Linked DNA regions of Mus musculus: regions 1, 3, 4 and 5 are each linked to region 2. A link is a contact called in public HiChIP or PLAC-seq and promoter capture Hi-C data. All regions are on one chromosome and are shown on one strand. The core of a region is the stretch at or near the end of the contact, and the rest is flanking DNA. Distances in the headings are between cores, read along the strand shown. Region 1 holds the start of Prpf4 (pre-mRNA processing factor 4). Region 2 holds the start of Hsdl2 (hydroxysteroid dehydrogenase like 2). Region 3 holds the start of Bspry (B-box and SPRY domain containing). Region 4 holds the start of Slc31a2 (solute carrier family 31, member 2). Region 5 holds the start of Hdhd3 (haloacid dehalogenase-like hydrolase domain containing 3).

Evidence for each region. Promoter capture Hi-C pulls out the DNA fragments that hold promoters and counts their contacts. HiChIP or PLAC-seq counts read pairs in DNA pulled down with a chosen protein or histone mark.
Region 1: a contact with region 2 is called in an H3K4me3 HiChIP or PLAC-seq map of stem cell-derived neural progenitor cells, with 8 times the contacts expected there. The contact joins the promoter of Prpf4 here to the promoter of Hsdl2 in region 2. A contact is called at or near these places in 1 of 39 promoter capture datasets (liver) and 2 of 115 datasets of contacts at active chromatin or transcription factors (astrocytes and stem cell-derived neural progenitor cells).
Region 3: a contact with region 2 is called in a promoter capture Hi-C map of liver, with 6 times the contacts expected there. The contact joins the promoter of Bspry here to the promoter of Hsdl2 in region 2. A contact is called at or near these places in 2 of 39 promoter capture datasets (liver and second pharyngeal arch cranial neural crest).
Region 4: a promoter capture Hi-C map of embryonic stem cells shows a contact between it and region 2, with 3 times the contacts expected there. The contact joins the promoter of Slc31a2 here to the promoter of Hsdl2 in region 2. A contact is called at or near these places in 1 of 39 promoter capture datasets (embryonic stem cells) and 1 of 115 datasets of contacts at active chromatin or transcription factors (astrocytes).
Region 5: an H3K27ac HiChIP or PLAC-seq map of hepatocytes shows a contact between it and region 2, with 14 times the contacts expected there. The contact joins the promoter of Hdhd3 here to the promoter of Hsdl2 in region 2. A contact is called at or near these places in 1 of 39 promoter capture datasets (stem cell-derived epiblast-like cells) and 1 of 115 datasets of contacts at active chromatin or transcription factors (hepatocytes).

What each region holds. Positions count from the first base shown.
Region 1 is chr4:62,406,189-62,411,481 of GRCm38.p6, reverse strand. It overlaps Prpf4 (pre-mRNA processing factor 4), which reads right to left and starts at 2,699. Exons shown (of 14, transcript NM_027297.3): 1 at 2,581-2,699; 2 at 1,730-1,907. The coding sequence starts at 2,607. It overlaps Cdc26 (cell division cycle 26), which reads left to right and starts at 2,857. Exons shown (of 4, transcript NM_139291.4): 1 at 2,857-2,930.
Region 2 is chr4:59,577,531-59,583,110 of GRCm38.p6, reverse strand. Hsdl2 (hydroxysteroid dehydrogenase like 2) reads right to left here and starts at 1,548. Exons shown (of 11, transcript NM_024255.3): 1 at 1,336-1,548. The coding sequence starts at 1,352.
Region 3 is chr4:62,477,858-62,483,471 of GRCm38.p6, reverse strand. Bspry (B-box and SPRY domain containing) reads right to left here and starts at 3,405. Exons shown (of 7, transcript NM_138653.1): 1 at 3,035-3,405; 2 at 756-854. The coding sequence starts at 3,379.
Region 4 is chr4:62,282,632-62,287,945 of GRCm38.p6, reverse strand. It overlaps Slc31a2 (solute carrier family 31, member 2), which reads right to left and starts at 1,517. Exons shown (of 4, transcript NM_025286.3): 1 at 1,372-1,517. The coding sequence starts at 1,377.
Region 5 is chr4:62,500,371-62,506,018 of GRCm38.p6, reverse strand. It overlaps Hdhd3 (haloacid dehalogenase-like hydrolase domain containing 3), which reads left to right and starts at 3,819. Exons shown (of 2, transcript NM_024257.1): 1 at 3,819-3,861. Alad (aminolevulinate, delta-, dehydratase) reads left to right here. Exons shown (of 12, transcript NM_008525.4): 12 at 1-35.

The sequences.
Region 1 (5,293 bases), core at 1,450-3,949, 2.8 Mb before region 2:
ATTGTCTGCCATGCCATATGACACTAAGGAACACCACACGCAAAGTGGCTCAGAGGCCATTACATCTGATGAATTGCAATGTCTTCACTGTACAAAGTTATAAGGAAAACATTTAATTTCCTCAGCATCAAATATCAAATAGTTTTATCTTTGGACTATACCGTGTTAAAATATTTGTTTATTTAGAATTGCTGTTTGGACGATGGGGAGAAGCTCAGTGTATGCCTGTTAAGTTCAGCACAATATCTGAGTTGCTAACTAAAAAAAAAAAAAAGAAAGAAAGAAAGAATCAAAGTATTATGAAAAATATTCAAAATGCCCTGACTTACAATATTAAAATTTCAGTTAACATTTAATTCTCTATCAATAAACAAGTATGTCCATCTTATTAATACTGAAATTTGTTTTGGTCTTTAAGAGCTGAAAAGTTGTAAGCATATGCAAGAACTGTATCTAATCTATCTTACTTTTTATAGCTTACCATTTTCAATTCTCAGCTTATTAAATGATAGCAAACACATAAACCCAAGTGATGCTTTAAACTGAGGGCAGGAGGGCCAGGCCACCTCTTCCATTTATTTCACTATCTCTTTCTATAGCTTAGAACATTTCTTATTTGGAAAGCCCAACTCCTACCTGCTAAAACAGTACCCCCAGGAGAGCATTCACACACAGTGAGAGGAAATAATGACCAGGAAAAACAGGATTCCTCTGACAACAAGGTAAGTCTTTTTGGATACTATGGCGATTAGTTTTAAAACCCACAACCCCTCGCCCCTCCTAACCCCCAGTGAGACAGGCTTGAAGACATTTAAGAATAGTATATGTGTACAGGGAAAAAGTGTGCACATTTAAATACTTATAATAACTAAGTTAAACTAGGCAGGTAGTGGTTTTTATTCTTTTTTATGCTTTTATTCTCAGCACTCTGGAGACAGGGGCAGGAGAACCTCTGAGTTGGAGGCCAGCCAGCTTGGCCCATGGCTACACTGAGAAACCCTGTCTTGAAAAACAGAAACAAAAAGGAAAACACAAAGAAAAACCCTAGAAAAGTAAAGGAAAGAATTCTATAAACAGTTATAAACCAATGCCAGAACTAGGTTACATCTCCCAAAGACAAATCCACTCAAGAAGTCTACAGAGACCACGAGTCATTCCTGCAAGGAACTGTAGAGAATACAAGAAATCCACTCACTGGATGATGTCAAGCAGGTAAAGTCACAGGCTCAAAGGTGAAAACAGAAGGGTAAGGTTGCACGCGTTTGCAAGTATGTCTTCCCAACATTTCATTCTAAGTAGGTACCACCACATTGACTTTTTTTTTTTTTTTTTTTAGAAAAAGGAAAAACAAGCCAGTAAAAAAACATGGGTTCTGGGGCTCAGTCTCAGGTCCTAATGGTCACAGAGAAAAGCTTTTGGCACCTGAACTAGCTCCCCAGACCAATAGAAGGTTTTGGCCTATAAACCTAATACTATGTGGTTTGGGAAGGTGTTCATCAGAATATTGAATCATCAAAAGTACATGGTGGCGACCAGGAAGGAGGCAGGAGGAGTTTGAGGTCAAAGGTAAGAGACTGTGGGGGGTGGGGGGAGATGGAAATGTATGGCTCAGTGGCAGAACAGTTGCCTAGCATGCAAAAAAAAAAAAAAAAAAACCCGGGTTGGATTCCCAGCACTGTTTAAAAAAGGGTGTGTGTGTGGGGGTAATGACCTGCAATTTGCATCTTACCGGATGTTATATTAATATTTCCTGCTTCAATGCCGGCTTTGAGTCCTTCTTTTCCCAAAATCCCAGACTCTCCTTTGGCCAGGCGTTCCCGCTCTTTCTCTTCCAAGCTTCCATAGTAGATGTGTGGTTTCTTCACAACGGGAGCAACTAAATCGTCAGGCGCTTTGGTTTTGGTTGTCTGTTAAATCAAAGACCCGGACTAAGGTTTAGTTCCAGCAAACCATGCTTCCCAAAAGAATGAAGCTAACGCTGCACTTTCATCTTCTTTCCTCTCAAAACTAGAGGAGAAAGTCGAAACTGACTTTGTGCGAGTTAAGGCTCTTGTTAAGTTTGGCACACAAATACGACCAATCAATTTCTGCCTGAAGTGTCTTGGTTGTTTTGGGGCCCGTTACTTTAATCGACTGGAAAAGCAATCTCCGGTTTTACGAAAATAACTTCTCACTGCTGGGCAGACACTAAAAACAACCTAAACAATCAGGGTGGCTCTAGGTGCACCAAGTCACGATGTGACTGGAATACACATTTCAAATACTTTCAGAGCCGATTACAAGTTGGGAAGCCTCATCATAGTAAGTACGAGTCGGACAGCTTAAGTCAGGACACAACCCGATTCCAAAGCACCGTGTTTTGGAGCAGCCAGAAAGAGTGGTCTCTGCTCAGGACTTAAGTAAGAGCAGTGCAAAGAGAGCTGCAGCACACGAAGACATCAGGAAAAGGCTACTAAGGTCCACACTAGGGTCCCTCAGCTTTCCTCCTCCTCGGCCCAGACCCGTAAGGTAACGGCCCTTTCCCACGGGAACCCCCGGCCTCTCTAGGGCAGGCCTGAGCTTAGATCCAGAGCTCCGTACCGTGGAGGAGGCTCGTGAGGAGGCCATGCCGGGCGGCGGAGACGCGAGGCCCTAGCCAAATCCGCGTTCTACTTTTCAGACCGGGAACCGCGCGCCTAGCAAAGTGGAAGTGCGTCACTGGCCGGAAACGTATCAGAAACGTACTACGTGCGAAGTATCTTGGGAATGGTAGTTGCCAAAGGTCGGCTGGAGTCGAGGGGCGTGGCCTTACAGAGCTACACAACCTCGCGGGAGAAGAGGAGCATGGGAAGAGAGGCGCAGAGCAGCCTGGGAGGTGTAGTTTGGGCTGCGCAGCAATGGAGTCATGGTGGGAGTTGAGGTTCTGGGGAACTGCAGAGGCCTGAAAAGAGGTAGGTTTGCGGATCGCAACCATAATCTGGAACAAAACGAGGGTCTCTGTTATCCTTCGGGAGGCCTTCCGCCATTTCGAAGCTGAGGCCTGTGTTGCCATGGAAATCTCTCCCTAGACTTCTGCAGCCTTGGAGCTGGGAAAGAGGACTGTTGTCCACGACGGAAGTCCTTCGGGGGCCCCTCGTAACTCGGTGGCTACGTAATCAGTTTGGGCTTCAAGAAGATATTAAACTCTAAGACCTTCTAAGGCTAAAATAGAGATGTGGTGGAGGAGCTGCGGCCTAGTTTGTTGTGGGTTTACTTGTCTACAGCCTATTCTTTGTCTGTGTTCTTTGAAATAAAGGGTCCATGAAGGCTCCAGATAAAGAGCATATCAGCAGTAGTAGCTCCAATGAATGTTAGGCCATCAGAGATAAGGTTTTTTTTAAAAAAAAAATCCTTACATGAAAGTTGTGGGGGTTACAAAAATATGCGCGTTTGCCGAGCTGAACAGACTCACTTCCACACTCAAGGCCCTGCCCCGAACAACTCCAATTAGAAGAGCACTTCCTTTTCGAGGACTTACTAATGCCGAGTTACGCGCAACGAGCTTATTCTGTTTTAGTCATCTCAGTCACGGACAAGAGTACAAGCCCGAAAAAAACCAAAAAACATTCTGGTGAGAAAAGGTCGTTCTGGAGCCGTAGTAGTAGAATTAGTAACGTGGCAGGTCGCGAGCCGCCGAGCCGCGCTTTTAACTCGTACTCATTATTGCTCTCTAGTGGTGAGGCTTTCAGAAAGTTCCCTCGCAAGTAGGGAATTATTGTTGTTGTTGTTGTTTTTCTAAGTGTTTCTTCCTTTCCCCCTTGGAGCTGACTTCCATTTCTCTACGTAAGGATCTGGTAGAAAGTAGTATCTGATAGAATAAAGCAGTTTTGAAATGTCACGGGCCAGTGTTTTGATTAGATCACCCCTTGCTGTGCTAAGCCTCCTGAGAGAAGTGTAAATGTTTCCTATACATTGTAGTGTTTTGTTTCGTTCTGGATGCACGCAATAATAATTTCTATGAATGCACACTATAGCAAAACTTTCATGTAGATCACTATCATTTAGCTTTTTATTTTAGTGGTCTAAGTGTAACTTTGTTTTTTTTTTTTTTTTTAAATTATTTATTATATGTAAGTACACTAGCTGTCTTCAGACACTCCAGAAGAGGGCGCCAGATCTTGTTACGGATGGTTGTGAGCCACCATGTGGTTGCTGGGAATTGAACTCAGGACCTCTGGAAGAGCAGTCAATGCTCTTAACCACTGAGCCATCTCTCCAGCCCCTATGTGTAACTTTTATAGAATGCTGATTTAGCTTTTTTTTTGTTTTGTTTTGTTTTTTGTTTTTCTTTTTTTTGCTCAGGCCCCGCTCTCCCTGCTTGCTCCAGCCCAAAGATTTATTTATTTATTATATGTAAGTACACTGTAGCTGTCTTCAGACACACCAGAAGAGGGTGTCAGATCTCATTACGGATGGTTGTGAGCCACTATGTGGTTGCTGGATTTGAACTCAGGATATCTGGAAGAGCAATCAGTGCTCATAACTGCTGAGCCATCTCTCCAGCCCACATTTTTTGTTTTTCAAGAAGGGTTTCTCTGTGTAGCCCTGGCTGTCCTGGAACATGTTCTGTAGACCAGGCTGACCTCAAACTTACAGACATCCTCCTGCCTCTGACTTCAGAGTGCTGGGATTAAAGGTGTGTGTCACTACTGCCCGGCTTCTGATATTAACTAAACTGTTTGCTTCAACTTTATAAAACTGGAATAATTTTTCAAGTTTCCCAAGGTGTCTGTATTAAAATAATACAAAGAATGCGAATGTGGGACGGTTTAGTGGGTAAAGGAACCTGTGCTAAGTGTGATGCCCCACATGGTAGAAGGAGAGAACTGACCCCAGATGTTGTCCTCTGACCGATGCTTGTGAATTGTGTGCTTTCACCAACACCCAATACATAATTAAATAATTTTTTTAAGAGGCAAAAATTTTTAGTTACTAAAGTGAAAAAAAAAAACCCAATAATGGTAGAGTCTAGAACTTAAGAAAAGTTAGTGTAGGGTTGTGGGTCTTGAGTCTGCTCTGCAGCTTGGGGAGGCAGGACACAGGGAGTTTGACTGCACTTACCTCATGCCAGCTCAGGGCTGGTGCTGGGCCATAGGGAAGCCCCAGGACATTGCTGGTGGGAAAGCGGGCAGTCTGAGGCATGGAACAGTGGGAGCTGGTTTGGGGGTCTGCCTGCTTGTGATGAGGCTGGGGTGGTCGGTTCTCAGGCTTTCCAACATCCAGGCCCCGCTGGGAGCCCCAGAAGAGCTGAGAATGGAGTGGGGGAGCAGCTGGC
Region 2 (5,580 bases), core at 299-2,798:
AAACACCACCAAGAAAAAGATAACAAACAGCTGGAAATGACTTAATATCCAACAATTGGAAACAGGTTAAGTACATAATGGTCTTCAATAATAGTTTGCAACCATTAAAGAGGACAAGGACAGGCTCATGCCTTTAATCTCAACTCTGGGGAGGCAGAGGCAGGAGGAACTCCCTGAGTTCAAGACCAGCCTGGTCTACAGAGAGAGTTCCAGGATAGCTAGGGCACAGACAAACCTTGTCTCAAAACAACAACAACAAACAAAACAAGAGGACAAAGACAAGCTGTGTGTACTGGAAACCTAAGTATGTGCCAAGACATGTCAGGTAAAAACAGCAAGCCCAAAATGGAGTTTGCTACTATTTTCTAAAAAGAAGGTATCCCTGTAAGGTATACAAAATATGTTGATAAGTACAAAAAATACAAACAGAAAGAAACTGGAGTTTTAAAGAGACTTATACCCTTTTGAACTATTTAAGTCTTTTAGCTGTCTATATGTGTCAAACTAATTACAGAATGGGCTTAACTTGTCACTCTGCTTAAGATAAACTTTATAGAACATAGTGGACCTACCTGAGTTCAGCAGGAACCAAGGGCAAGAAGAATCGGGAAGAACATTGTTTAATGGGTATTTGTTTTGATTTTGTAAAGTCCTGGTGACTGGCTGCACAATTGTGTCTCTATATAAGTGGGCTTGGGGGAGGGGGTGTAGACAAGGTTCTAACTCTGTAGCGTTTGCTGACAGAGTGAGCCTAGCACACTCACTATGTAGACCAGAACAGCCTCGAATCAATAGATCTTCTGACCCTGCTTCTGAGTGCTGGCATTAAAAGCAGGCGCCACCGCACCTGGCTAGGCTGGGATAAATATACTTCATTTTTAAGTAAAATAAATAAATAAACCCCTTACCAGAAATGTTCGTATTGTAACATTTTAACTCGCTACTAACTTGAAAACCATTTTCAAAACACCATTCTTCTATTATTCTACAATCAAGCATACAAACAGAAAATCTGAAGTCACTGTCTCAAGCGACCTTTCGCCTAGAAGATGAAAGCAACATTGTCACCAGGCCAAGCTAAAGGCGAGATGGGGCTACAACGGGTCGTCGGGGACACCTACGCTCGCGACCTTTCCCCGTGGAGTATCTGACACCACTGCCCCTTGCAGTGTACAACTTTTGAGTCTCAGTAGTACAGAACTTTGGGTTCTCGTGCATGCGCAGGTCCCAGCGACTCTATCTTTCCGCGAACCGGTGTTCCAGAGCGCGCGGCTCTGGGTTGCGCCGGCGACCTGCCGACTGGCCCCTGACCCCATCCCACCCCCGTCCTCTTACCCAGTGTTGGGCAGCATGACCTTCGCAGTTCAGAGAACTTGGTGGCAGTGGAACAGCAGCGAGCTGTGAGTGACAGGCGAACTTTCTCTCCGCATTTAGCCGCGCCCCGGGCCCCGCCCCGAGACCCGCTCGGGGACCGGCCCTCCTACAAGACCGAGATCCTACAAGACCGAGAGCTTACAAGACGGTGTGCGCCTGCGCACACCGGGCACTGGGCGGTTCTTCCCGCAGTTCTACAAACGACACCCAGGAAACCAACGCTCTGCGCAGGCGCTTTGGAGTACACCTCCGCCCCGCCCCTTTCCCGAGTCTGTAGGTGACAATCAGTTTCTCCTGTGGGCCACTGGCGTGTCTAGAGCATCATTACTACGTAGGCTTTTCCTCCTCAGCCTAGGTTCGGCGCATCGACGGCTCCCAGCCAGCCAGATGGCGGATTGAGGGGCGCTCCGGGGACTGACTTGAGGGTGCTGGGCGTCGTTTTCCCCTGTCTGTCCCCGAGCCAAGGCGCTCTCTCCGAAGAACACTTGTAGACATCTGAAAAATGCTTTTTGCAGAAGCCGGTCACTCTCATTTTCGCTGCCACTGAATCTAAATTTAGCCTGACCTCCAGTGTCTGGAGACAGGAGTTTCTGGAAGAGATCTTTGCAAAGGTCTCCCGCAAGCGTTCATCGTATGATCCGGGCCACAGAAATCAAGGTTGGAGAAGGAATCCTCAGTCCTGGAATGAATGCCGGAATGAGGTCGAGTCTGGGATTCAGTTTCGTTCTTGGAGTTATACCTAACTGAGCTACCCAGGAAATGAAATTGTTTTGTATTTTGTAGCGGGAGAAAAAGATGCTAACGAGGTTGTTATCTAAAGCTTAGTTCAGAAAACAACTTAAGACAGGTAGGTATATACTCTCCTAATTGTCAAACTTGCTGGATCTTTTGGAAGAGCAGCCAGTGCTCAGACAAGAGAAACCTGCACATCAAATCCTACACTCTCCTGACCCTGCGCAGCTAGAGCAGTTATTACTCCCTCCCTCTCCCTGACGATACCCCCACCCCCGCGGGGGGTGGGGAAAGGCAAATGCCAGCCTTGAGAACAAAAGAAAAGCAGCATACCCTAGCCTCCACGTCACTTAAACTCGACCCCTTTTGATTAACAACCAACATTTCTCACAGTGCAGATGGCTCCTTGCTGTTGAAGGAAACCGAAGCCAATACCCTTGAAATGATAATAGCCCACTCTTAGACTATGAAAAAGAGACAAACGTTCCCAGACAGCTGTGGCCGGTTGTAAACATATCAGAAGCGGTTCTGATAGCACAAGTTACTCTTCCCAGGTCAGAAAGGTACCTTTTCAGCTACACGGTTCTGCCCTGCTGTCTGAACAAATGTTATCAGGTTTAAAGGACAGCATTCCTTTACCCTCTCCTATATTGCCAACACAAAAACCCGCTTGCGGGTTTTTTTCTTTATAAACCCCCTTTACTTAGGCCTGGGGGTTCACTCTTTCCTGTTCTGTCAGGAAGGTTGGTGGCCCAAGCTCGAGCTTAAATAAAGACCCTCATGCGATTACAGTGGGGTATGATTCCTGGTCCTCTCCTTGGGATTTTTACAATCTGGGCACAACACTCTTAACCAGGGAACCATCTCTCTAGCCCTAATTAAATATTCAAATAAAAACGTATTATTAAACTGTGGCTGTTTACCCTTTTATCACCTTGACCATTAGCTATTGACACGTGAGTTTGTAACCTATAATAATGATTATTGATGATTCTAGAAGAGTGTACTTATTCAACAAATATTAGTACCTCTTAAGTGAGAAGAAACAGCAGGTAGAAAGGAACAAAATCTCTGTCCTTACCTAGGAGGTGTGAGTAGCCAGTTTGTCTTTGTAAATTCCAAATGTTTCAGAGAGATATGGACAGTTTAAAATGTTCCTTTGGCCCTTGACTGCTTTTACTGAATGGTCTGTATATTTGTCTGGTAGCAGTGAATTCTTTGGCTGAGAAGCACCTGAAAAATGTTCAACATCCTTAATCATCAGGGGAATGCAAACCAAAACAACCCTGAGATTCCACCTCACACCAGTCAGAATGGCTAAGTTCAAAAATTCAGGTGACAGCAGATGCTAGCAAGGATGTGGAGAAATGTGGGGCGTGGGTGTAGGGAAAGAGGGGCGAGGGAGAGAGCCCGCCTCGAACCAGAGTTCCTGTGTTCTGGGCGGGCAGATGGGCGGGCAGATGGGGGAGGACTGCCGTACCCTTTCCACGTGGCCCTGCATGGGTGTCTGGCTGTGTGGAGCCACTGATCCCAGCTAGGCGGGTGGTGGACAAGGGGCAGCCCCCATACCAGGTTCTCAGTCTCCGGCATCCCACACTGGATACAGCAGAGGAGATGAGAAAAGAATAGGGGCCCCAGGACAACACTCTCAGCCCCAGGGATACAAGAAGAGGGCAGAGGGAGAGAGGTTCCCACGCAGGCGAGTGTCCTTAGTCCAGTCCGTGGCTGGAGCACAGGAAGGCCGTCTGACGTGAAATTAGGCACAGTTCGTTAGGAGAGAGCCTATCCCATCATCCAAGCACAGTGAGCCTTGGTGAACAGAGACAGTCTATGGTTTTAGAGCTTTATTGTAGAAAGGCAGGGAGAAAGGAGAGAAGGTGGAAAGAGAGAGGGAGAGAGAGACCAGCCATGGCCAAGAGGAGGGAAGGGGGAAAGAGAGAGAAAGAGGAAAGGCTAGAGAGAGTGAGGAGAGAGAGTAAGAGAGTGAGGAGGGGCCAAGTAGCCCCTCTTATAGTGGCCTAGTATTGTTGTTGCTAGGTAACTGGGAGGAGTCTAGTCTGAAAGTCAGAAGCTTGGGACATTGAATACGTGGGGGCTTCTCCTGTGGGGGCTGTGGGAGCAGTAACTTTGACTGGAGCCAGGAGTCCAGGTTATCCCGTGTAGATGAAAATTATCACCACTGGGTTTCACCGGGGTTCACAACTTCAACTCGACTGGAGACTAGACTGTCTGTGCATAGCCCATTGCCCCACATCGAAAGAGGAACACTCAAATAAATTAATTAAAAAAAAAAAAAGCCGGTCGGTGGTGGCACACACCTTTAATCCCAGCACTTGGGAGGCAGAGGCAGGTGGATTTCTGAGTTCGAGGCCAGCTTGGTCTACAAAGTGAGTTCCAGGACAGCCAGGGCTATACAGAGAAACCCTGTCTCGAAAAACCAAAAAAAAAAAAAAAAAAAAGAAAGAAAGAAAGAAAGAAAGAAAGAGAAAGAAAGAGAGGAACACTCCTCTGTTGCTGCTGGGATTGCAAGCTGGTACAACCACTCTGAAAATCAGTTTGGCGGTTCCTCAGAAAATTGGACATAGTACTACCGGAAGATCCAGCAATACCTCTCCTGGGCATATACCCAGAAAATGTTCCAACTTGTAATAAGGACACATGCTCCACTATGTTCATAGCAGCCTTATTTATAATAGCCAGAAGCTGGAAAGAACCCAGATGTCCCTCAACAGAAGAATGGATGCAGAAAATATGGTACTCCATTTACACAATGGAGTACTACTCAGCTATTAAAAACAATGAATTTATGAAATTCTTAGGCAAATGGATGGATCTGGAGGATATCATCCTGAGTGAGGTAACCCAATCACAAAAGAATACACATGATATGCACTTACTGATAAGTGGATATTAGCCCAGAAACTTAGAATATCCAAGATACAATTTGCAAAACACATGGAACTCAAGAAGGAAGACCAAAGTGTCGATACTTCTTTCCTTCTTAAAATGGGGAACAAAATACCCATGGAAGGAGTTACAGAGACAAAGTTCGGAGCTGAGACAGAAGGAAGGACTATCCAGAGACTGCCCCACCTAGGGAGCCATCCCATAAACAACCACCAAACCCAGACACTATTGCATATGCCAGCAAAATTTTGCTGACAGGACCCTGATATAGATGTCTCTTGTAAGGATATGTCAGTGCTTGGCAAATACAGAAGTGGATGCTCACAGTCATCTATTGGGTGGAACACAGGGCCCCCAATGAAGGAGCTAGAGAAAGTACCCAAGGAGCTAAAGGGGTCTGCAACCCTAGAGGAAGAACAATAATATGAACTAACTAGAGCTTGTGTCTCTAGTTGAATATGTAGCAGAGTTTTGGCCTAGTAGGCCATCAATGGGAGAAGAGGTCCTTGGTCTTGTGAAGATTACATGCCCCAGTACAGGGGAATGCCAGGGCCAGGAAGTGGGAGT
Region 3 (5,614 bases), core at 2,156-4,655, 2.9 Mb before region 2:
ATCCTGGGTTCAAACTTCAGACTGGTTAAAAAGAAGAAGAAGAATCCATGTAGGGGCTGGAGAGATGGCTTGGTGGTTAAGAGCGCTGACTGCTCTTCCAGAGGTCCTGAGTTCAATTCCCAGTAATCACATAGTGGCTCACAACCACCTGTAATGGGATCTGACTCCCTCTTCCGGTGACAGTGTACTAGCAAATATAAAATAAATAAATCTTAAAAAAAGAAAGAAAGAAAGAAAGAACCCATGTAGAAGTCCCTAGGGAATTTCATAATCCTAGGGATGCACACAAAAAAATTCCATATTGAAAGATTTAAGTATGGGGCTGGAGGGATGGCTTGGTGGTTAAGAGCACTTGTTGATCTTGCAGAAGATCTGGGTTTGTTTCCCAGTACCCACACAGTGGCTCACAGCAATCTATAACTCCAGTTCTAAGTGATGCAATGCCCCCTTCTGGTTTCTGAGGGTGCCAGGTATATACATGGCCCACATACATACAAGCAAATCAATCATACACATAAAACAAATAAATCTAAACTTTTTGTGTAAAGAAAGGTACTAATCTTTTTTACGTTCTAATCTGAAGCTCCCGAGAATACTGCTTTCTAGTCTGTAGCCTGTGTAGTAGGAGAGTCACCCACCTCCACCAGTGCCACAATGGGGCTATAAGTTAGGAAAGGGATCTTAGGCTGTCCTAGACCTGGGCGAGGCTCTTATCCTAGGAGGAGGCACTTTGTGGAGAAGAGGGGAAGAATTACCACTGCTTTCTGGTTCTTCCCCTGCAGGACCTCGGCCATATACTTGGAGATGCCAGCACTCTGTAACTGCAGCCTCTCACACTGGTCCACAATCTTGTTCTGCAACACAGATGACAGCACAGCATCTTTATTCATGCAAATGGGCCGCTCGATCACTGAGTGGCTTTTCCTTTTTTACCCTGTCCTTAATCACACACTCCTACGGTCCAAACCCAGATATCATCATTATCAAAACCAATACTACCCGCAAAACTTTATGTCCAGGATCCCACATATTCCTATCATGTCTTTTCCTTCTAGATCACTAATGCTGGACTCCCCATTCCAGTAACTCATTCAGAGCCATCAAGACACTTGAGTTTTAACTAGGTGCTGGTGGCATACACCTTTAATCCCAGCATTTAAGAGGCAGAGCCAGACAGATCTCTGTGAGTTCGAGGCCATCCTGGTCTACAGAGTGAGTTCTGGGATAGCCAAGGCTACACAGAGAACACCTATTTCAAAGATACTTGGGTCTTGATGGGTTTGTCCCCAATTCCCTTCCTCCTCTCTCTTCTCCTCACTTCACCATTGACTACTTCCACTTCTGTTATTTTATCCAGATGGTCACCACCTCAGAGGAATCCTGTCTAAACCCAAAATTGGGCTTCCTTTGTCAACCTTCAGGCCTCCCATTATCACTCTGTAGACCCCAGGCTGGCCTCAAACTCAGAAATCCTCCTGCCTCTGCCTCCCAAGTCCAATCACACACTCTTATTCTGTAGTATGGATTAATACTCTAGTGCATGTATACACGTGCATATGTTTACATTTTCCTTATCCATTCATCACTAATGGGTACCTAGGCTGGATCCTACCTTGAGCCTGGCTTCTAACTAGCTTCAAGGCATGAATCCAGAAGCTAAGAGCAGTTGAACTAGTCCTATTTTGTCCAGGTCAGTAATGATTATGCTCCAGAGACAATCTCTCTACAGGATGGAGGGATAGGAGGAGGATGCTGGAAGCATTGTAAACTCTAGGGCTGGACATGCAGCTCAGTGATCTAAAATACATGAGGCTCTGGTTAAACACAGCATCAAAAACAAAACAAAACAAAACAACCCAAAACTCTAAAGTAAAAAGAAAGATGGCAAGACTCACTTCCCTTACACCAAGGCTGGGTGTAAGGTGTTAGGGTAGCTCAGGGAAGGCACCCGGGGCAGAGTACCAAGCTTGCTCTCCTGCCCTGGCCTTCACCCCTCTCACCACTCATACAGGCATGAAGGCTACTTTCAAGGTTTTCCATGAGGTCACTTCCTCTTCATAACCACTGAGATCAAAAAGTGGTTTCCTCTTGCCCGGTCAATGAATCTCCCCCTCTTAAACCCTGACTATTAAGAGTTACCATCCTCCTGTGGGCCCTTTTCCTCGTCTGAAAAACCTTAGTTAGAACCCACGCTTCAGCCTGGATGGAACTCGATGATAAGTATCTAAGTCCTTAGGAATTTGTAAAAGCCTTACCCATGATGCAAGCTGATTTATATCAACTTTTCTCAAGTCTATTTTCACCATCCCTGAGTAACTGAACTCCACCGGCCCCAGTTTCCAGGGAGGTGTGTTTATTACAATCTGGTTTGAGTAGGTGATGTCCCCAGCGACAGCTCTCAGTGCACAGCAGGGCTCGGTGCCAGGGTGGGGTTGGGAGAATTAAGCCATTTAATCAAATTGCAAGGAGTTCCCCAGGGGCCTCAGCTAAAATGAAAGGAAGACGACGGCTGCACCAAGGTGACTTGGCCTCCAATCTCAGCAGCTCAGGGAAAAGGATCAGGGTGTAACTGGAAAATGACCAGCCTAGAGCCACACTGAACCAAGAGATGAGGAGACCTTAGGAGATAGAGTGCCCTGCTATTCTTCCACCCTATCCATCACTTCAATTACAGTCTGGCCAGGTTGGAAGGGAACTGGATCCCTCACCAGGAAACCTGAAAGGGGGGAGAGGGTGACTCTAAGTCAAGAGGTTAGGGGGGGACTAAGTTTTTACGAGGTCAGCTATAACAATCACGTGGTGTTATGAATGCCTAGAAACTACTGGTGAGAGACACCAAGCTTGGATCAGTGACTCACAGGGAGGGGGCAGGATTCAAACTCCGATCCAGTTTACTCCAGAGGTCACACCTTTAACCACCTCCTTCTGCAAGGGAAGCCACAGAAAAGCCACTATCCCCCACCCACCCACCCCGGTCCCTGGTCCCTGCCAGTTCCCCCGCCCCAAGAAAGTTCCCGGCCCCACGCCCGCTTACTCTCAGCTCCTCCGCGTGCTCCTCCGCTCGACGGATGCGGTGCCGGTGACAGCGGCCGCCAAACCCGGCGCAGGTGGCGCATACCGGCCGTCGCTCCGAGAGGCAGAACCAGCTCAGAGGCTCGAAGTGCTCGGGGCACAACTGGCTCCGCTCGGACCCCTGCTTCGGTCCCCTCCTCAGTCCGGATCGCGGCCCCGGCTCCGGCCCGGACTCGGGTCTGGGCTCCGGTCCCGGTCCCGGCTTCGGCCGGGACTCCGGTCGGGACTCCGGTCCGGGCTCCGGTCCCGGCTCCGGCTCCGGCCCGGACTCGGACCCGGACTCCGTCCCGGAGACATCCGCGGACATGGCCGAGAGCCGGAGGCCGCGCGCTCCACCTGTCGCAGGTACCGAGGGCGTGGCCCTTCCAGGCCCCGCCCTCTCTGGCTTCGCCCCTCCCAGGCTGCGCCCGCGCGCTGACCCACACCACACTGGTTCCGCCTGCATCTGTAGGCTGTGGTTCTTTATAGGATTAAGTTGTGTTGTGTCAGAGTTTTAAAAACAAACAGCTGGGAGCTGGAGAGATGGCTCAGCGGTTAAGAGCGCCGACTGCTCTTCCGGAGGTCCCGAGTTCAAATCCCAGCAACCACATGGTGGCGCACAACCACCCGTAACGAAATCTGATGCCCTCTTCTGGTGTGTCTGAAGATAGCTACAGTGTATTTACATACATTAAATAAATGGATAAATCTTAAAAAGAAAAGAAATACCTCAAGATACGTGATGTGTTTGATTTAAAAAAAACAAAAAACAAAAAAAAAAACAACTGACATTCTAGTGCCTATACGAATCTTTAGTAAGCAGTTACGAAGTGTCAGATTTTTTGCTAAATGCATTAACAGCGTGTTTGAGGGGCAGCTTTAGGCATGTGTCTTAAATACAGGCTCATTTCTCAGCTGTGCTTGACTGTTAAAGGGGGTTGAGGCGATCTCACTCTCATACTTGGGTTGAGGAGTATATAAATGAAAGCACATGAAATGAGTCAGTTATGGTGACACAAATCTGTAATCCCAACACTTGGGAGATAGAAGTGGGAAGATCAGGAGTTCAAGGTCATCCTCAAACATATAAGGTTCGAGGCCAGCTGGGTTACGTAAGACTTTGTCTCAAAGACACATTAAAAAAACAAAACAAACAAATAAAACAAACAAACAAACAAACAAAACACAAAAAACCAAGCTGTGAGTGGTGGCATGTGCCTTTAATCCAAGCACTCAAGAGCCAGTAGCTGGGCTGGAGAGATGGCTCAGCGGTTAAGAGCACTGACTGCTCTTCCGAAGGTCCCAAGTTCAAATCCTAGCAACTACATGGTGGCTCACAACCATCTGTAATGAGATCTGACACCCTCGTCTGGTGTGTCTGAAGACAGCTACAGTGAACTTACATATAATAAATAAGTCTTTAAAAAAAAAAAGAGGCAGAAGCTGATGGATTTCTGTGAGTTAGAGGCAGCCTGGTTTTACATAGCGAGTTCCAGGCCACCAGGACAGCCAGAGCTACAGAGGGAGATAGTCTTAAAACAAAACAAAGCAAAAAAGAAAAGTTATGAACAGTGTCAGGCACACAGCAGCTGCTCAGTGCTAACAGCAAAAGGAAAAACACTTATGACAATTTTTATCACATTTATTTATTTAGAGAGAGAATATTTGAATACTTTGGAAGTGTATGTACCACAGTGCATTCGTAAACCAGAGGACAGCTTGCAGGAATAGGATCCCTCCTTCCATGTAGGTTTTGGAAGTTGGACCTAGGTCACCAGACTTGGCAGCAAGCGCCTTCACTCTCTAAGTAACCCCATGCCTGATTACTATTTTATGGAAATTAAGTAACGTGTGGAGTCTCAGTTGCTGATTGATGGCAATGATACCAAAACCCAAGCAGTTTAACTTCTGGTTACCTGGATGAGTAATTTTTAAGTTACAACGTATTGAGAAGCATTGAAAGGGCTGATTTTCCAAGTAGTGTATTTGCATTCAAATTTCCTGAATTTGATTATTTGGGCTTTTTCTTTTTTAAATTGACATTGATGAAAAAGTAACTTTGAAGACAATGGGATATGCAAATAAGCACAAAATACCAAAATACCCATTTCAAGAACAACTAACTTCTGAGGCTCTTTCTGCCTCTTTGATGAATCAAACTGAACCCAGAAGGAGCCTTCTGCAGGTCATGCAGCCTGGTATTCCTGATATGTGGGGAAAACTGCTCCTAGCCCAAAGTTGGCCTCTTGGGGGCTTGCATATCTCTACACTGGAAACCCTCAAAGCCACTACTACATAAAGAGGATAAAACTTTTCCTTTGTAGTCTTGGCTTAGCCCCCAGATTTGAGTGCAGCCAAAAGCCCTGAAGCCACTCAGAGTCGTACTGAGTGGAGCCATCCTTCCAGTATGGACACGAGGCCACTCAAACACACAATGCTCTATGCCAGGTGACATAGGAATGTAGGGTTGTTGGTTATACAGCTCCTGGTTGTAGGTCTTGGTCAGATTGCCTGATTCCTCTGGTCTCCCTTTTCTCCTCAATTCAGTAAAGTAACAGCATAT
Region 4 (5,314 bases), core at 268-2,767, 2.7 Mb before region 2:
TCTCCTTTTCTTATGCTAGAAATGTGCAGGCTGAGACCAAGGAGAGAAGGCTGGGGGCATCTGAACCACTTAGCAAGGGAGATGGAAACAGGAGGGGACAGGAGGGGACAGAAGCAGGGAGGAGCAGGGAGGCCCAGTGATGTCCTGGAGACAATGCCACCTGTGGGAGGAGAGGCAGCTGCCTGGGAGAGTTGGGAAGCAGGAACAGGAGGCAGCTGTCAGGACAGACTGCAGGGTGTCCTCACTCATAAGGAATGATTCATTCCACTTCCTACCGAGTTCAAAACTCCTGTTCCCCCTGCCCTTCCTCACTTCTGTATTTTGGCTAAAGAAAAGGATTTGAAATCAGCACACCCAGACTTAGGAAAAGGGACCGCAGCTTTCAGTTGGCAGGTTCTGCGGTGAGGTATGCAAGGGCAGAACCCTATCGAGTTCCCACTGGAGATAAATCTGCCTCTATGGCAGTTTATCGAGGCTTTATGCAGGGCGGCACCTCACAGAGGAGGGACCGTAGCCAAGAAAAGAACCATTCTCAAGACTTGATTTTTTTTTTGTTTTTTGTTTTCCTTTTATTTGTGGTTAAATTTAAAGAAAAGTGCCTTCGTTTTTAACCAGACACCAGAAAAGGATGGAGGCCTGTGTGGTGCTGCTGACTGCCTGGAGACCTTTGTTAAGGGTTTCCCATCCATTTCCTGTACTAATGGATCTGCAGGAGGTGGGACGCCTCTCCACCAAACAGCCTGGCTAGACTTCCTGTCGTACATTCAGACACCTTTGTGACATGAAGAAACAGAGGATTTCCTCAGAGAGCAGAGTCTTGCAAGCTGTCATTCTCTGTCTAAGAGGAACCTCACCAGGAAAACACGTCTGTTGAAAGCCCTACTTTCGGATTCATAGGAAAGATTGGGAGGTGGGGGAGTAACTGGGTCCATGTTAAAGAAACAGTTCCAGGAACCTGCCCAGGACAGGCCGAGCCGGGGGTGGGGGTGGGGGTGGGGGTGGGCGGGGGGAGTGTACTCAGGGGCTGAACCCTGCGGGACCACCCTTGGAGGAAACCTTTCCGGAATGCCCTAAATCTGGTTAGAGCCCGGGAAGGGACCGCGGACAGCTGTCCTTGCTCTCCAACCCACCTGCAGCGTCCCAGCTGGGGCTGGCCTGGCTGTAGTGACTGACTCCTACCTAACAGAGAGGGACAAACTTCCAGAGCCACAGCTAGCTTTTCCTGCCGCGCTCCCCAGCCCTACTCCTGCTGTGACAGCGGCGATGACACATTCCCCCCCACCCCACCCCGGGGTCGAGAGCTGCGAGGATCTCCAGGGTACCGCCCAGCCCGTCCACCTTCGTCCCCTCCGCTGCACAGCGCAGACTCACCGGCATGGTGAGCACACTAGACGGCCGCCCGGGTCGCGTCTGTCCGCTCGCTGCTCGGGACTCAGCCCGGGACTCTACTCAGGACTCTACTTGGGACTCGACTAGGATTGCGGCTGCTACCGCGCCCTGGCCACGCGAGTCACGTGGCCCGGTGAGGTGGCGCGCGGGCGCCTGGGAGTTGTGGTCCTCACTCGCGCGCCACCTCACGGCCCAGGCCACGCCAACCGCGGGGGACCCACGCGCACAACCCCTGAGTTGTGCGACATCTCCGAAATCCCCAGCGGCCCAGGCAACCTGTAATTGACCTTGCCTTGGCAATTAGCATGAAAATGTTTATTACTTTTTGATCAGATATCTCGTTAAGCTTAACACATGTTGAGTGCAAAATTAAAAGGTTCATCCCAGGAACACAAAAACAACAAATTAGGAGTGCATTAAATCAACTACGCCCTAGACGCTCCCTGTCGCCACTTTATCTTCTACAATCTGATGAGCACACAGCAGTGCACAGTTGTAATTTTCTTTCTGTGTACATTCTCACAATGATTACGTTTCTATATTGCACAAGGTTTTCATCTTCCTTGTAGGTAATTTAAAAAATCTTAGTTTATTTGGGCTACATTAACAAACTATAATAGACTGCGGGCTTATAAACCATGGACATTTGTTTCTCACAGTCCCGAAGTCCAAGGTCGGGGCTCAGATTCCATTACACCCCAGGGCTGCTTTCGGCTTACGGACTGCTTTTTTCTCATTCTCCCTCACACGCACTAGGCTGTATTTGTTTTCTTACTAGGTTGATAAACTTTTTCTCTCGTTAGTATTTCCATTGCTTTTTTTTTTTTTTTTTTTTTTTTTTTTTTTTTTTTTGGTGTGTGTGTGTGTGTATTGTCTTTTCATCTCACTGATTTAATTTTATCAGGAATATATATCAAACTTTTAACATTAATTCTTTCCCTAACATCAAGAATCTTTCATATACGTTCTTAAACACACTTGGCAATCCTTTGCCAACCAATCTGCCCATATGTTCCCCTCAAAGAACTCTGACCAAGGGTTAGCTGAGACACTGAGACTGGAGTCGGACATCTCAGCTCAAATCCTGAGTTCTGGAGTATTAGCCATGAGGCCTCAGATAAACAGCTTTATACATCTAAGGCTCAGCTTCCTGATCAGATTTAAAAATAAATATATACTAGAGTCTATGTCACATAGGTGTTGAAAGACTTAGATGAAAACACAGGTTGAATTCTCAGCATTAAACCTGGCAGTGGAGCCTTGTGTGATAAATGGAAGCCATTGTCATGATTAACAGCAAATATTTCCACCCTGTGAGAGAGCCACCTGCAAAAGGTTAAGCTCAGGGTCACACAGAGTTTGGCCAAAGCTAAGGGGAGTTGTACAGCCTCAGAGAAAACATATCTGCAGGACTCACAGGAGGGTAAAAATCTATCTAACCTCAGTGGCTAATGGGCTAGGCCTTTTGAAGCCTCTGGAACCCAAAAGCAATGGAGGGAGTTGGAAATTTGGGGCTACTTTTTATTGCTTTATGCCTCCCACAGTAGCAGCCATGAGTAGGCTCTTGTGCCAATGCATGCCCCTTCCCCCTTATTACCCATGGAAAGATTAGCAACTTAGCCTCATTCATTCGAAGGTTTTCGTTGGCTTTGCCCCAATCTGATGACCTTCACACTTAGTTCTAGCTTCCTTGTGGATATTATGGTTACAGCTTTTAATCCTGTATTCAAGAGCAGCTGGTTACTCATAATCCACCAAAGACTGACTGCCCTTTCCCTGGCTCCCAGGAAAAGGAACTGGACTCAGATACAGAATTCTAGACCTTAACATTACACCAGAGCTATCCACACTGGGGTCTGTGTCAGGATTCTTTCTTTCTGGATTCTTTTTAGACAGCCTGTGGACTCACTTCACTCCCCTATCTCCACAGCATAGATCTGGATCCTGAGACAAAATCTAGGCAGGAAAGGCGGCGGCATCCCGGAGAGAAGCATAGGGCCCTATTAACTGAGCACCGAGGTTACTCAGCTAGTAGTGGGGCAAATCCGACTAGCCATTATGTATTAATCTATCCTGCTCCTTAAAAAGCATTTCAGGCAGCCTAGAGATGGTCCAGGAATTAAAAAAAGGATGAAATCTGTGAGGTAAAGAGTCTCAAAGATCAAAGAAGGGACGCAACGGAGTTACTCAGAACTCCGACCATGGGACACGAGAATTGGCAGCTATGATGGCGCTGGGGTGGGCACAGAGCTAGGATGGGGACCAGACTGGCGTGAGCATTGGGCTAGGGTGGAGGACTATGACAGTGAGGGCTCTCAGCAGCAGCAGGGAGCATACATGGAAAGTCATCTGGGGTCGATCCACCGAGCACCTTCCAAGCAGAGACTTTGCCCTTTCTACAGGCTTGGAGCACTGATTAGCTCCTTCCTAAGCTCCAGGTTCCTCTCTCTACGTGGGCTTTGCCACTGTTGGGACACTGATGTCTTTCCTTGCTCCTGAGCCCTCCTTTGCTCCTGAACATGACTCTGCTCACTTGGGTGGCTAAGCCCTGTGGGGAGCTCCTCGGGATTCCTATTTCATAAGTTCCAGTTCTCGAGGAGCCAGAGACTCCCTGATGTCCCTTTCCCCTGCCACGGAATGTCCCATGTTTTGTCTTCCAGGCATCTGCGCTCCTAGCTTTGAGAGAGTTGGCGGTGGCCATGGCAGTATCTGCAGGGAAACAGATTCACTGATGGGACTCTACTGTGGCAAGGCCTATGGAGACCCCTTCCCACTTGACAGGGATCTGTGACAATATTGGTGGTTTCTATGTTTATTACCTAATAACGTGCTACAAGCTCTCTCTGCTTCTGCTATGCTCTTTATACTCACAGCAATACTTAGTTTCACTTTGTTGTCATGGGCAAGGCCTGTATCATGCAGGCTGGAAGCCCTGGGGATGATCCCATGCTTTTCTGAAAACCCTCCTCTCCTCTCTCTCCCTCTATCGATCCTTCAGATGTGACCATCAGTCCTGGGTATTTGGGGGACACATAATTATGTCCCTAGAGAAACAGCTACAGTCACACTGAGTAAGTCTGTGGCAGTTGTGGAGAGCAATCCTGCTTGCATAACTATTCTGAGGAAACTATGTTTGGCCAACAGAGACTTAAATGTGGAAGCTGTGTCAGATTGATAGAGACTTAAAACGATGGTTTTCGGAAGGATGGTTTCAAAAGTCGGCAGGTGCCTATCAGGAAAGATTCCTTGGTACAATGAACATGTCTCTGTCTGCAACTTACAAAGTATTATGACAGAGGGTTCCTATTTGACGAGTGGACGTATGCCCACACATGGTTAATGTGTCTTTCATCTTGCACAGCCATATAACTTCATTTGCTGCCAGCTGAGCATGTGCTCATGTTCACAGGACATGCCTGGCTGGACATTTACTTTTGGTTTGTTGAAATTGTGCTTTGTAGTACAAAATAGGATTGGGGGTGATTAACCCAGTGGGAAAGAGAAGGAGGAAGGGAAACTACTGGGGACTTTTACAATAATCCCGATGTTACGACTTCTTGAAATGAAATAACCAATGATGGCAGTGCTCGGGCGAGCAGGATTGTGGTTGTAAAAATAAAGATGGCTCCAGCTATTTGGGGCCACCTGCTTAAATGCCACTGTATTCACTTTCACTGACACCACACATCGGTCCTCAGGTTCCAGAACCCTTCCAGCACTGGTCCCCGGCAGAGAATCTTGGACGCACCCAAGTGCCTCTGTTCCTGGGAGCCCAGACTGGCTCTGAAACCTGCTGAGGTGAGGGAGGGCAGGGGCCAGTCAGCTTCTCTCTGGATGTCTTCGTTTCCTCTGATTGCTAGAACAAATTTCCTGACGAGTTAAAGCAACACGCACTTCCCCTCTTGGGGTTGTGCTGGTTTGAAGA
Region 5 (5,648 bases), core at 2,570-5,069, 2.9 Mb before region 2:
TTCGGATTAGTGAATACAACAAGTCAAAATAACAGTAGTTTTAAAGGTTTTCTTCTTGGGGCTGCTGAGATGACTCGGCAAGTGTGTTTGCTGTACAAGGCTGACCTGAACTCAACCCCTGGAACCCACTGTGGGAACAGTGGTCAAGTCCAAAACTTGACTCCTGACCACCACATGCCCACTCTGGTACTCATGTATATATTGTTTACTTCTCTAAACAACCTGGGGCTGTGTTGCCAACTTGTGCAAACAGGGGATTGGTCTTAGCTTGTGTCTTACTCTGTTACATCTCATTAATCAAAGATAGTATGGAGGCACATTCTTATAACTCCAGCACTAGACAGCTGGGGGCAGGAGGATCGTGAGCATCATCCTAGGCAATGCAGCAACAACTCTGACAGTCATATGCATGAGCACCAATGGGATGGAAGCATTGAGACCTCATAAGTCCATCAGAGTCCTAACATTGAAAGGTAGATGATAAGCCGGGCGGTGGCAGTGCACGCCTTTAATCCCAGCACTTGGGAGGCAGAGGCAGGCGGATTTCTGAGTTCGAGGCCAGCCTGGTCTACAGAGTGAGTTCCAGGACAGCCAGGGCTACACAGAGAAATCCTGTCTCAAGAAAAAGAAAGAAAGGAAGGAAGGAAGGTGTTTGTTGAGAATGGAGAACATCTGAATGCAAGCTACTAGTATGGCCATTTCAGAAAACTGGCTCTATCTACTGAAATGAAACACACTGATGGTACCTGGATTTCCACACCTAGTTACTTATCGATAATGTATACTGATGCTCTCTGGGACACATTTGTAATGTTTTCTGATATGTGTGACCACCCAAACTGGAACTAACCCAAATGTCCATCAGCAGTGAGATGTACTTCATTTGTGAATGGACGAATGAGACAGCCACACAGTGTGATATGGATTAACATTAATAAAATAATTAATAAAACATAGATGCAAAGGAAGATTGAAGAACATGCCTGCTGTGATTCAACATATACCCAGCTCACAAACAAGTGAAACTACAATTGAACCTAGGAGAGGCTGGAGACAGGTCCGTGGTAGAAGGGTACTCACCTTGTCCGGGTTCAATCCCAGCAACACACACACACACAAAGAAGTGGGCCATGGTGGCTCATGCTTATATCTCAGCACTTAAACTGAAGCAGGAGGATTGCTGTGAATGAAATAGGGCAACCCCATATTTCTGGGCTACTATATGAAATCCTATATCAAAAAAGGGGCAAGGTGGGGGTTCTTGCTACCATTTGGGGGATAAACAACTGAAAACAGAGATGTTCTAGGCATCTAGATTGGAGGGGAGATCTGGATAGCAGACACAAGAGTATATATTCATATTGTGAAAATTCAAAAAAAACTACTTTTTAAAAGATACGATCTTACTATGTATCCCTGGCTGTCCTCAAAGTCATAGATGTCCTCCTGTCCTCTGCCTTTTGAATACTAGGATTAAAGACATGTACCACCACACCCAGTGTAGACATTTTTTTCTGTTTTAACTGAAAAAAATTTTTAAGTAAATGAAAAATTCAAAGTAATGAGAGATGTGTGGTTGGCAGTTGTGCCCTGCCTTGGTTTCCCTGTGTCTTCAACAGGAGACTCAAGGATGGAAAATACTTCATATAAGAAACTTTATTTCCCAGCCAGGGGGTGGTGCATGCCTTTGATCCCAGCACTTGGATCTTTGAGTTCAAGGCCAACCTGGTCAACAGAGTAAGTTCTAGGACAGCCAAGGCTACACAGAGAAACCCTATCTTGAAAAATCAAACAAGGGTCAGGGGTTGATTTGATTTCCCAGAGAGAAAACACCACAAGCTAGCATCTGCAGAGTAAGAAGCCAGGGGGCTCCGATGGACCAAGGGGTGAAACTGTCAGGGGATTTTAATAACTGAGTTATGGGATGAAAACATCCATTAAAGGGTACATATGTTTTTCTGTTTGAAATGGGATCATGCTCCATAGCCAAGGCTGGTCTGTAACTTCTGCCTCGGCTTCCTAACTGGACTTGCAGGTTTACCACCACACCTGGCTAAGTGTACCCAGCTTTGAAGCTGCAAATCAAAAAGAAGCTAGATTCAGAATATCAAAGACCACCACCATCTTTCCTATGACATCCCAGGCTATTTATCTGTGTATTGTTCCTTGCTGCTGCTAACCTAGAGACAATAAAAAGTAGATTCTAGTGGCCCAACAGTTAGGTCAAGGTCATTGGCCCAGGTGAGCCAATCAATACACGCTGGCAAACCCTCTTTGGAGATGGGCAGCGTGCTGTGTAGTATGTGACCTGAAACAAAACCCTTAAGCACCTAGAAGTCTGTTTTCTCTCCTGAAAAGAATCTTCTTAAATGCTCAAAGAGGTTTTCTGTGTGATCTGACTTGATATCAACCATCTGTCACTGTGCCAACAGCACATGGAGAGACCTACCAAATGGCAGCTGACATTGATTATCTTGGAAATCTACTTAAAGCTAGCCTGGATTCTAGCTTTACTAAGTTACTCGTGTCTAGTCTCCAGGGTGGCAGAGTTGGAATCAGAACCTACAGGCTTAGGTTTGAGGTGACCCTGAAAAGAGATACAGTCAGGGATTCCAGGATTCTCTGAAGAACAGGTGGGCCTCTGATGTCCTGGCTATCCTTTCTACCTCCATTTCTGAGGAGCAAGCTTGTTCGGCAAAACCAGTCTGGCAGGTGAGCTGACTGCTCTGTGACTTTGCACTTTGCTTTCTGAGGCCCAGGGAGAGGGAGTTGAGTCCATCTAAAGTCCACAGAGCCAGGAGATAACAGAAGATGTTTTAAGAGGGTACCTGTGGGGGAGGGGAAGAAAAGAGCAGAGGGAAGCCCTCCTGCCCCTGCCCCCCAGCCAATTCCTTGGCAGCACTTACAGCTCATTTCCGTTATGAACTTGGTTTTTGCCTGATCCTCCCATGTTCGCGTAGGCAGGAAACTGACATTTTCCTGCTCTATCCACGCGTCAGACACAGAATACAGGTGCTTACTTGGCACCTCACGAATCAACTAGGTTGAGAGGAAAGCTTTGCTTTTTTGCTTTCAACGGTACTTTTGAATATAAACGTGTATTTCAGTTATGAAAACCGCATTTAAAGGGAAACTCTTCTTTCCTTTAAATGTTTGTTTGTTTTTTGTTTTTTGTTTTTTTACAGAGAGAAACTAGGTTAGACAGACACGGCGGTGGCACGCCCATTATCCCAGCACTTGGGAGGCTGAGGCAGGAAGATGCTCAGGACCCGTTTGCCTGCATAGTGAGACCCTATCTTAAAACCAAGTGTCTAGGTTATTGCAGTCAACAAACTGTGTGTGTGAGACAAGAAGTTCCCTTCTAGAACCAACTGGGGTCTCTCAGAACAGAAAGGGACAGAGCCTTGCTGGAGTCCTCACTGCGTTTGGGGAGCCGGCCTGAGCCCTAACCCCACTCCCCGCCATTGCCATTCCCAAGTTAGTCTAGGTCCCCTAAGTGTCTCCATCCCACGGAGGCGGGGGCCGGGGGATAGAGATGAGAAGCAAAGAGAACACCTGGGTTGTGATAATGAGTATAAGGGCAGTGGGGAGGAACGTGATGAGGGGTGAGACAGTGACCTTAAGAAGCCAGGGGACGGTGAGAGGGCGTGAGACAGGGAGCAGGGAAGCTACGGGGTAACCTAAGGGACAAGAGGCCCAAGACTCAGCGTGGCGAGTGACGGGCGCGAGGGAGGAGCTTGGTGACGCCTAGAGTGGGGCGGGGCGAGAATCAATGGCAAGTCCGAGGGTCGCGAGCTACTGATCGCCTACATAGAGCCGGTGGAGCAGCCGCTGCGTCTCAGGTCTCTTTTCCCGAGCCAGGTGGGTGCGGAGGCCCGGGGCTGGGTGGAGGGTGCTAAACCGTGGGAATCCGTGCAGTCGAGCTGGGGACGCTGGAGGCCAGCCAGCAGTGGACTTGGCCCCGGAGGCTCCAGTCTCGCGTCCCGCTGCTTTTAGGGTAGTCAGTCCTGCAGCGGAGCCCCAGCCCCGCTATGACTTTTGTCCTGAGACATCCAGAGGACTTTCGGAACCAGTCTGGTTCCTGGCTGGGCCTCAGCCTACCTACCTGCTCGATGAGAGCCCTTTTAAAGTTGTCTCACTATTTCGAGCTGACTTAAATCTCTTCTTTGTCACATTTCTTTACGCGCCCCGCCCCCACACCCCTCCTCACCTCTGTTTTGTTTGGCTGCATTCTGAATGAACCCCGGACCCCACAGATTGAAAGACACAGCTAAGCAGTCCCCTCTGTCTGGAGACAAACCTGCAATCAGTCTCTGACTCCAGGCAGAGAACTGACAGTTGGGTATTTGGCACTAATAACTCCAGGGAGAACTTGCAGCTCAGAGCCAAGTTGGAACGGACTGTCTTCTGTCCCACTCTTCCCAGGCTCAACATAATCCAACTTTTAAAAGAATATAAACATGGGTAAGCAAAGGCAGCCCTGGCTAGAGTCTGGACATTTGGGTTCTAATCCAGGCTGTTGGCAGGTTCACAGCCCCTCTCTGGTTCCACCAGCTCCTCACCAGTTATGTTGTTGGTCAGAGTCTCCAGGAACCTTTCTCTTTTTTGACATTACTAGTAATTTTTTTAAATGAAGCCAAGTTGGAAATTTTATTAATAACATTTTAATGCAGGATTAAGCATGAGGGTTAGGGGGGAAAGAAGGACTCTGAGGAAAGTCAAGCATACTCAAATATAAATATGGGTTTCTTAAACAAGGGCACCATTTTCTAATAATTGTAAAAGGGTCATGGGCTGGAGAGATGGCCCAGAAGTTAATAGCACTGCTGTTCTTCCAGAGGACCCAGGTTCGATTCCCAGCACCCATGTGACAGCTCACAAATGTCTGAAATTCCAGTTCCAGGGCATTTGACACCTTCTTCTGGCTTCACAGGCACCAGGCGTGACGGAGGTGCACTTATATACATGGAGGCAAAACCACATACAGATAATGGCAGGCATAACTGCTTCCTGACTTTGACCTACAGGGCTATGCACCTGAGCTCAGCTCTGCCCAGAGCACTAGACTTTGCCCAGCCTCAAGGAAGTTTATATATATTTTTTCTGTATGTTCTTTCCTCGGGATTCCTCAACCTGCTAAGGAAATTCCCTGAGTTCAAAGACTGACTTTGGTTCCAGATTTATAGCCTCATGGCACATACCAACTTCACTGTGCTTGTTTTATAGGTTTTTGGTCTACAGAGAAACCCTTAGTATTTAATACCTAGAAATGCCACAGGGGATGGAAAACTGTCTTATTCCCCAACATCGGACTCATAAGATGTCCAGAAATGTGTTTTGAAACAAATGCATAAATTATTTCATTTAGTCCAAAATTTTCCATTGGGTGTTTTTTTTTTTTTTTTAAATGATTTGTTTTCTCACCTTCATGTGTGTCTGTGTGAGGGACTGTCCCCTGGAGCTGGAGTCACAGTCAGTTGTGAGCTGCCATGTGTGTGCTGGGAATTGAACCCAGGTCCTCTGGAAGAGCAGCCAATGCTCTTGACCACTGAGTCATCGCTCTAGCCCTGGGTTTTACTTTTTAAGCCAGATTTAGCCCAGCTAATCTCAGACTTGCCATATATCCAAGGAAGACTTTGAACTTCTGA